Regions from separate parts of the Ovis aries genome. Here region 1 is linked to region 2. A link is a contact called in public Hi-C data. All regions are on one chromosome and are shown on one strand. Each heading gives the region's core, a stretch centred on a gene start, on an enhancer-like site or on the middle of the called end of the contact. The rest is flanking DNA. Distances are from core to core; before and after follow the strand shown. Region 1 overlaps ACER2 (alkaline ceramidase 2). Region 2 holds the start of RPS6 (ribosomal protein S6).

Region 1 (3,945 bases), core at 1,056-3,555, 64 kb after region 2:
TGGGGGCACCAATCCCATCATGACCTCCCCCTCATGACCTCACCTTAACCTGCACGTGTACATGCTCAATTGCTCAGTCATGTCCAATTCTTTGCAACCCTATGGATTGCAGCCCGCCAGGCTCCTCTCTCTATGGGATTCTTTAGGCAAGAATACTGGAGTGGGTTGCCATGCCCTCCTCCAGGGGATCTTCTTGACCCAGGGATCAAACCCATGTCTCCACTTGCAGGTGGATTCTTTACCCACTGAGCCTCTGGGGAAGCCCCCATCTTAACCTGATCACCTTCCAAAGGTTCCACCTCCAAATACCATCACATTGCAGGGGAAGCAGATTTGGGGGGCAGGTGTTTAGGGATCCAACATATGGATTTTGGGGGATGCAAATTTTCAGGTCACTGCAGACTGTATGAGGGAGATTTTTCTTATCTTCATTTTCTTGGTGAAGTCCTGAGGCCTGGGGTCGGAGAATGCATATCTGGTCCAAGACCACAGAGCCAGTAAGTGGCTCAGCTCTCTCCCACCCCAAACCTGGGCTCCTTCCCTCCTTCATTCTGCAGCAGAGAAGGAGGGAAGGTGTCCACTGTGCTGACTGGGGACAGCTAAGGGAGAGACATGGCTAATATGTTCCGAGCAGCTTCACCATGTACCAGGTCCTCATGGGGACATGGGTGATGGATCCCAAGGCGCTGGAGCCTAGTCTGTGATGTGGAAAGACTGGGGCTCAGAGGCTGAGCCGCTTGCCTGAGGACATGAAGCTGGTGACCAATGGAGGTGTCACAGCATCAGCTTCCAGGTCACTGTGTGTGTTCTTGCGTTTGTTCACCCCTTTCAGATTAGGTTGGGGTTTCCTGTGGCAGTGATAACAGATGACTGTGAGCTCCATGGCTCAAAGCAACAGAAATGCATTCTCTCACAGTGCAGGAGACCAGAGTCTGATTCTAGATGTCTGCAGGGGGTCCAGTAGTTAACACTCTGTGGTTCCCCTGCAGGGAGCATGGGTTCAATCCCTGGCTGGGGAGCTAAGATCCCGCGTGCCTTGCTGGGTGCCTCCCCTAAAAAAAGTTCAAGATAAAGATGTCAGTGGGGTTGGCTCCTTCTGTAGCACCGGGGGAGAGTCTGCTTCTGCTTCTCTCTTGGTTTCTGGTGGTTGCCAGCAATCCTGTTACCTCCACCTGCAGACCCTTCCGTCCAGTCTCCGCCTCTGCTGTCTGTTGGCTTCCCCCTTTCTCCGTGTCAGAACTTCCCTCTCCCTCCCTCTCTGATCTCTTATAAAGACAGCAGCCTAATTCAGTTCAACCTTGATTAACTGATTACATCTGCAAAGACCTTCTTTCCAAATAAGGTCATGGTGTGGGATCCCCGGTGTATGCCAATTTTGGGGGGTCAGCATTCAGTCTACTGCCCTGTCCCACAAGCTGCTTCCCGCATCTGCCCAGAATATGGGATCCCCTCCCCTCGTGTTTAGCCAGAGGCCCCAGAAGAGTGTTACAGAGTAGCCGGAGTCCTCAGAGTGCACAGGAGCGCACAGATACACACCCACCCCAGGCTTCCGCTTTCTCCTCCAAGGCCCCTGTTGGGGTTTCCTCTAATACCTTTCTCACCCCCGATCCGAGCAGCCCCCACCCTGCCGGCTGCTGTTGAAAAATACTTTGAGAAGCAGTGAGTGGTGGTAGGAGAGGACAGAACGGGTTTCAGGGAGCTTGGCTGGGGTTTCATTTGGCAGAATTACCCCCTCTGTCCCAGAAGTTTAGGGTGTCTGGCAGGAGAAAGCCAGCCGCCTCTCACCCCAGGCACCGCACGGCCTCCTCATCTTTGTATGGCCGGAAACAGGCCCAGGGCTGACCTGGCAATCAGTGTTGGGGAGGTTGAATTCAGACACCTAGTAATCAATCAATCAGTCAGTTCACAGAGCTAGAGAATGCAGGGTGTAGTGGAACACCTTGTGGGTCCAGGAAGTCCTCTTTGATTGGGAGGCAACGTCCACACTGAGACCAGAAGGATTGAGACAGGCGGTTCAGTGCTCAGCAGAGTGCTTCGCGGTCTTGTCAACAGCACTGGGATTGGTCGATTGGTCTGTCCAGAATATGAGGCAGAGAGAGAAAGAGAGTGTGTGTGAGAGAGAGGGAGACTCAAGGTGATTGTGCTGCTAGTCCGAGAGATCCCCTCACCAACTTGTACCAGGGGTAGGGATACACCTGTGCCGGAGTGCCGGGCTGGTGATGGGTGGATGGGGGCGGAGCCGGACAAGTAATGCGCCTTGGTCTTGCGAGGGGGAAAAGGGGAGCGCTGCCCAGAGTGCCCACCAGGGGGCAGTGCAGCCCCGCACACTGCGCAGGGCCCAGGGTGGCCGTGAACCCAGCCTCCCGCGTAGGCTCAGAGGGTTCTCCCAGGCGTGCTGCTCTCTGCCGTTGGATTCTGTCAAACTGCCAAGACTGCCCGTGGGCCGCAGAGATTCCGGTCTGCACAGGTCTGCACTCTGTGAAGGCCCCTCAAACCCAGATTCCAGAGAATGGATTTACCCCAAAGCTGGTGACACCTTCTGTTCTGGGCCACTCACCTGCAGGAGTCCACCCTGAGCCCTTGCTCCTTTTTACAACTGTTAGCTAATTAGGACCTCCTCTATAGCACAGAGGATTCTACTTGCTACTCTACAATGCCATATATAGGAAAATCTAAAAAAGTGGATGTATGTTGGTGTATAATCCATTTACTTTGCTGGATTTATGAAATTAGCACAACATTGTAAATCAGTTATACTCCAATACATTAAAAAAAAAATAAATGTTTCTCTTTTTTTGAGACATATACCACGAATTATGAGTGATTGCATAACAAATTAACCCAACACAAAATTATAACAGGGCTTCTCAGGCGGAGCTACTGGTAAAGAACCCACCTCCTAATGCAGGAGATGTAAGAGATGCGGGTTCGATCCCTGGGTTGGGAAGATCCCCTGAAGAAGGAAATGGCAACCCACGCCAGTATTCTTGCCTGGAGAATCCCATGGACAGAGGAGCCTGGCAGGCTACAGTCTATGGGGTTGCAAAGAGTCAGACACGACTGAAGCAACTAAGGAGGCATGCAAGTTATAACAAAAACAAGTATTTACCATCTTTCAGTTTCTGTGGGTCAGGAATTAAGCAGGGGCTTGGCTCAGCAGTTCTGACTTAGGGTTCATCAGGAGTTTCAGTGAGATGATAGCTTAGGATTTTGGGTATGAGATCTGGTTAGGAATCTCTGAGCCTGTTTTCTCATCTGCAAAATGGAGATAATAGAAGTACTCTTAGGGTTGTCATGAGGATTAGTGAAATAATTTTCACGTGGCAGAAATGGCCAATTGCCTACCTCAGGTGCAGTTCCCTCCTCTTTCTTTGCAATAGAGGCTCCAGTGTTAAGCTGTAAAGATGGATGTCTGCCTGGAATAAAAGTCTACATTCTCCTTTTCCCCCCCATCCCTTCTGTGTGAGTAGATAGAAGTGGCAGCTTTCAGGAAACTTCTTGTGATGGTACTTTTATGGGTCAGCCTGACTGGGCAAAGGGATGCTCTGATAGCTGGTAAAACATTATTTCTGGGTGTGTCTGTGAGGGTGTTTCTTTCTTTCTTTTTTTTTTTTCTCAGCTTCAGTAAGTGTCTTTATTGACTTTTAAATGGTACATTTGGGTAAGTCTTTTTTTTTTTTTTTTTTTTTACTTTACAATACTGTATTGGTTTTGCCATACATCAACATGAATCTGCTACAGGTGTACATAAGTTCCCACTCCTGAACCCCCCTCCCACCTCCCTCCCCATACCATCCCTCTGGGTTATCCCAGTGCACCAGCCCCAAGAATCCTGTATCCTGCATCGAACCTCGACTGGCGATTCGTTTCTTATATGATATTATACATGTTTCAATACCATTCTCCCAAATCATCCCACCCTCTCCCTCTCCCCAAAAGTCTGTT
Region 2 (4,225 bases), core at 841-3,340:
AAAAACTAAAACCACTGATATGTTAAGAAACCAAGTGTGTGGGCATGAAAGCATATTCAATCACAATCCCAGACTTTTCTCTTAACCCCAAAGCAATGAACTTAACTGATGTTATCTTTGAATGAACTCATACAATGACTCAAAAGCAAATTTTCAAGAAAAATTCTAACACTATAGGGCACTGGTTATAATGAGAATTAATTCCAATTGCATCATCTTGACCCTTTTCCACACTAATTTCCTAAAAATGCATATTCTAGGTAAATAGTAGGCAGAGATTGGCTTCCAACATGCATATAGAATGGTACAACCAATGAAATTAAGAAATCTCTATACTGCATAATCCCTCATACCGTCTTTGTTTAGGGGCTTTCGCACAACATATTGGCGGACATCATCTTCTTTAGAGAGATTGAAAAGTTTGCGGATTCTGCTAGCTCTTTTGGGACCCAGGCGACGAGGCACTGTAGTATCAGTGAGTCCGGGAATATCCTTCTCCCCTAAAAGAAAAAAGTGAACAGATGTTTTTAATTCAACAACTTCCTTACAAACAAGAACCCTAAACTGTTCAGGCATTACCAAAGCCACTTAGTCCACTTTCAAAGACAATCAGCTTTAAGTCAGTGTTGACAAAAATAAACTCCAGAATAAAAGGCTCACCTTTTTTCACGATGACCAAATTGAGAACACTCAGATTGGCATCCACAATGCAACCCCGCACAGATTTGCGCTTTCTCTCTCCAGTCCTCCTTGGTCTGTAACAGGAATGCCCCTTACTCAGAAGCAGGCGAACTCGGCCATGGGTCAAGACACCCTGCTTCATGGGGAAACCCTGCTTGTCGTTCCCGCCACTGATTCGGACCACATAACCCTGCAAAAGAACACGATGACACATTAAAAACAAAGCACTGTGGCCTCTAAGTACACCCTTAATTCTACTTAGTACCGTTCATTAGGACCGATTTGACATTTTAAATACTTTCCTCTGGTCACTAAATTTTGTCTATACTAACAGTTTCCCAAGTTAGACTGGCAAAATCCTTTCAACCAAGTCATATTTCTAGCCTTTATTTTACCAGAGTTGTTAACTCCTGGGGTAGAAAGAGTATGTTATGAAACCAAAGTATCAAGGAACCATAAATCAGAAACAATCTTCTTGGCACTTTTGAAGATCCCTTTGGAGGCCTTTAGCTTGCAGGTCAAGAACGATATATTTTTCATTTGATCTACATAAGCATAACCCTGCCAAGTGATAGCGCCACCTTATAAAGTGACATTTGGAACTAACAACCCGAGTGTGAACCCCATTACATTTACCAATTACCAATAGCGTTTACCACCTCTCTTAAATAGAGCTAACAATTCAACGCGACAGTTCAACTTGTAACAATTCAACTTTTACCTTCCATTCTTCACCCAAGGCGTCAGCAGCAACTTCTGTGGCCATACGCTTCTCGTAGAAGGTACGAAGTTTTCGTTCATCGTCCACTTCAATGAGCTTCTGGCAGCCAGTGGCCGGGAAAGAGATGTTCAGCTAAAAATTACAGACAAGGGGGAAAAGAACTTCATGAAAATCGCAGAACCACTAGAAAAGTTATCCCATAGCAAAAAGCCTTTCCTGTCACCCGCACACAACTAACAGAAAATTTGATTACATTCACTAAAGGACACGTGCAAGGCGCCACAAACACGGCACTAAAAATAGGACCCATCTTGCAAGGCTTGCGGAATGCCGCCACGGATAATTACTGTCCATAGCCGTTCACGCTCTCAGATCAAGGAGCCTGACCTACGTGCCGTCAGCCCGGCCGCCTCTATCCTGCCTGGGGGTCAAGACGCCACCATGGCGCTCCCAGACCGGCGTAGCTCCAGCTGCAATCGCTCGCCATCCGCTCTCCCATGGAGCTTCGGCCCCAGAAGAGCGATCCTTCTGCTGCCTCAGACCCTTCTCCATCCAGGGCCAGGATTTTCGAGCCCAGCGACAAATCATAGGACTTGCTCCACGTTCCACAAGCCTACCCGGACACCCGTCACCAAGTCCTACCTTCATTCTGAAGCGGCCGACAGCCTCCGAGGCGCCACGAAAAAGAGACCCAACTTCCGCTTAGCCCAGGTCACATAGGCTCTTCCAGTTCTCGCGAGATGTGCAGACGCCTGGTATAGTGGAAGTGAGTATTGGTAGGCAGTACTTCCGGGGTGGGGCTAATCAGCGGTTGGGAGATAAGAGTCGGTGGGCGGTGCGTACGAGAAGGCACAGGTTTAGTACGGAAGATTAGTTCTTCTACTGTGTTCTTTCCTGTATGATTCTGGGTTAGGGAGCAGTTCTGGTCCCGAAGTTTTGCAGTTTAGGAGCGTGCCCTGCCCTGGTTCCGGTCTTGAAAACTTGTGCTTTGTGTTTTCTTAAATACTTGATCATCCACTTGTCCTTTAACCGCTTTGCAGTCATCGTTCTGTCACGTGCATGAGTGCTAAGTCCCTTGGGTCGTGTCCGACTCTTGCGACCCCATGGAATGAAGCCCTCCAGGCTCCTCTGTCCATGTGATTCTCCAGGCAAGAATACTGGAGTGGGTTGCCATGCCCTCTTCCAGATGATCTTCCCGACCCAGGGACGGAACCCGCGTTCCTTCTGTCTCCTGCATTGGCAGGCGAGTTCTTTACCACTAGCGCCACCTGCAGTTCTATCACAGAATGATGCATTCAGCCAGCCTTTCTTTTTTTTATAATAGTATATTTTTATTTTTTTATTTTTAAATTTTAAAATCTTTAACTCTTACATGCGTTCCCAAACATGACCCCCCCACCCACCTCCCTCCCCACAACATCTCTCTGGGTCATCCCCATGCACCAGCCCCAAGCATGCTGCACCCTACGTCAGACATGGACTGTCAGCCAGCCTTTCTTGAAAGCCAGTTAACCATAGTTACTCCAAGTCCTGGTGCCTCCCAAAGAGCCTCTCTGCTTTCTGCCTTTTCTCTGCGATCTTTTTAAAATGCAAAGTTCTGTCAACTCCATTGTTGGAGATGCGCAATTTATTTCCCACTATAATTAAATACTTTCCAAACTTCTTAACCTACTTTCATATATTTTTCACAGTCCAAAGCTCAACTATTGCCATTTGTTAATACCATGCAAGGCTTTCAGCTTACATGTCCTTCCTAAGAGAAGCCTTGCCTGACCACACAACCAGAAATTGTATTCCTCTCCTCTAGTGTAGCACTATTTTCCTTTATAGTACTGTTTAATCACAATACATAAATGGTCTGCTTATGGTCTGTCTGCATACTAGATGGTAAATTAGGCTAGGTCTCATAACTTCACTACGGTATACTCAGGAAGCAGTAAAATGCATGGCACTTAATAAGTAAGGCTTAGTAATATTATGTGATCATAACCCTAGTTTTGATATGTATTAGTCTTTCAGAGTGTGGTAGTATGGAGCCAGCTAGCAGAGGAAGAATGAGTTGAGTGTATTGCAGTAAATCTTGAATCAGCAATGATTCAGCTCTTAATAGAACAGAAAGATGTGGGGAAAATACGGTGCACTTGATAGTCCTCCAGAACATTGTTGGGAGAATGAAAATCCAGATCTAACTTTGAAACCCACCGTACCCTGAAGAATGGAACACTTACTATCCATTACATATTTACTCCATATTTTTTCCTCAAGAAAAAAAACCCTGCGTTTAAAATAAATTTTTACTTTCCAAAATTATCACATCCATCTTCTGCTTCAGTATCACAAAGGTTTGAGTTTAGGCCTGCTTCACATTCAAAGTTGAAAGATTCTGCTAAATCCTATTTGTGTGGTAAGTCTCTTCACTTGTGTTCGACTCTTTGCGGCCTTGTGGACTGTAGCCCACCAGGCTCCTCTGTCCATGGGGTTCTCCAGGCAGAAATACTGGAGTGGATTATCATGCCCTCCTCCAGGAGATCTTCCTGACCCAGGGATCAAACCCACGACTCTTATATCTCTTTCATTGGCAGTTAGGTTCTTTACCACTAGCGCCGCCTAGGAGGCCCAAATCCTGTTTGGTCATCTGACATTAATGTAGAAAGTGTGTCCAAATGATGCATTTAAATTCAGTATATGTAATTTTTGTTGCTAAGGTGAAATTGACATAGCATAAAACCATTTGTTTTTATGTGAACAATTCAGTGGCACTTGGCACTCATGGTTTTGTACAGTCAGCACTTCTCTCGGTGCCAAGACAGTTTCATCACCCCA

Evidence for each region. A called contact is a pair of places that touch in the nucleus more often than the background predicts.
Region 1: a contact with region 2 is called in a Hi-C map of mixed tissues, with 2.6 times the contacts expected there. The contact joins the enhancer-like site here to the promoter of RPS6 in region 2. A contact is called at or near these places in 5 of 16 Hi-C or Micro-C datasets (liver, mixed tissues, omental adipose tissue and 1 more).

Annotation. Positions count from the first base shown.
Region 1 is chr2:87,961,631-87,965,575 of ARS-UI_Ramb_v3.0, forward strand. All of the region lies in intron 5 of ACER2 (alkaline ceramidase 2), which reads left to right. Among named protein-coding and RNA genes, the nearest start is that of ACER2, 40 kb to the left of the region's middle. Within about 2 kb of position 2,306, at least 21 of the 54 cell types and tissues checked have an H3K27ac peak or open chromatin away from gene starts, as enhancers often do. A contact at or near this core is called in liver, where this site is marked.
Region 2 is chr2:87,898,246-87,902,470 of ARS-UI_Ramb_v3.0, forward strand. RPS6 (ribosomal protein S6) reads right to left here and starts at 2,091. Exons shown (of 6, transcript XM_004004394.6): 1 at 2,045-2,091; 2 at 1,403-1,534; 3 at 661-871; 4 at 354-500. The coding sequence starts at 2,050.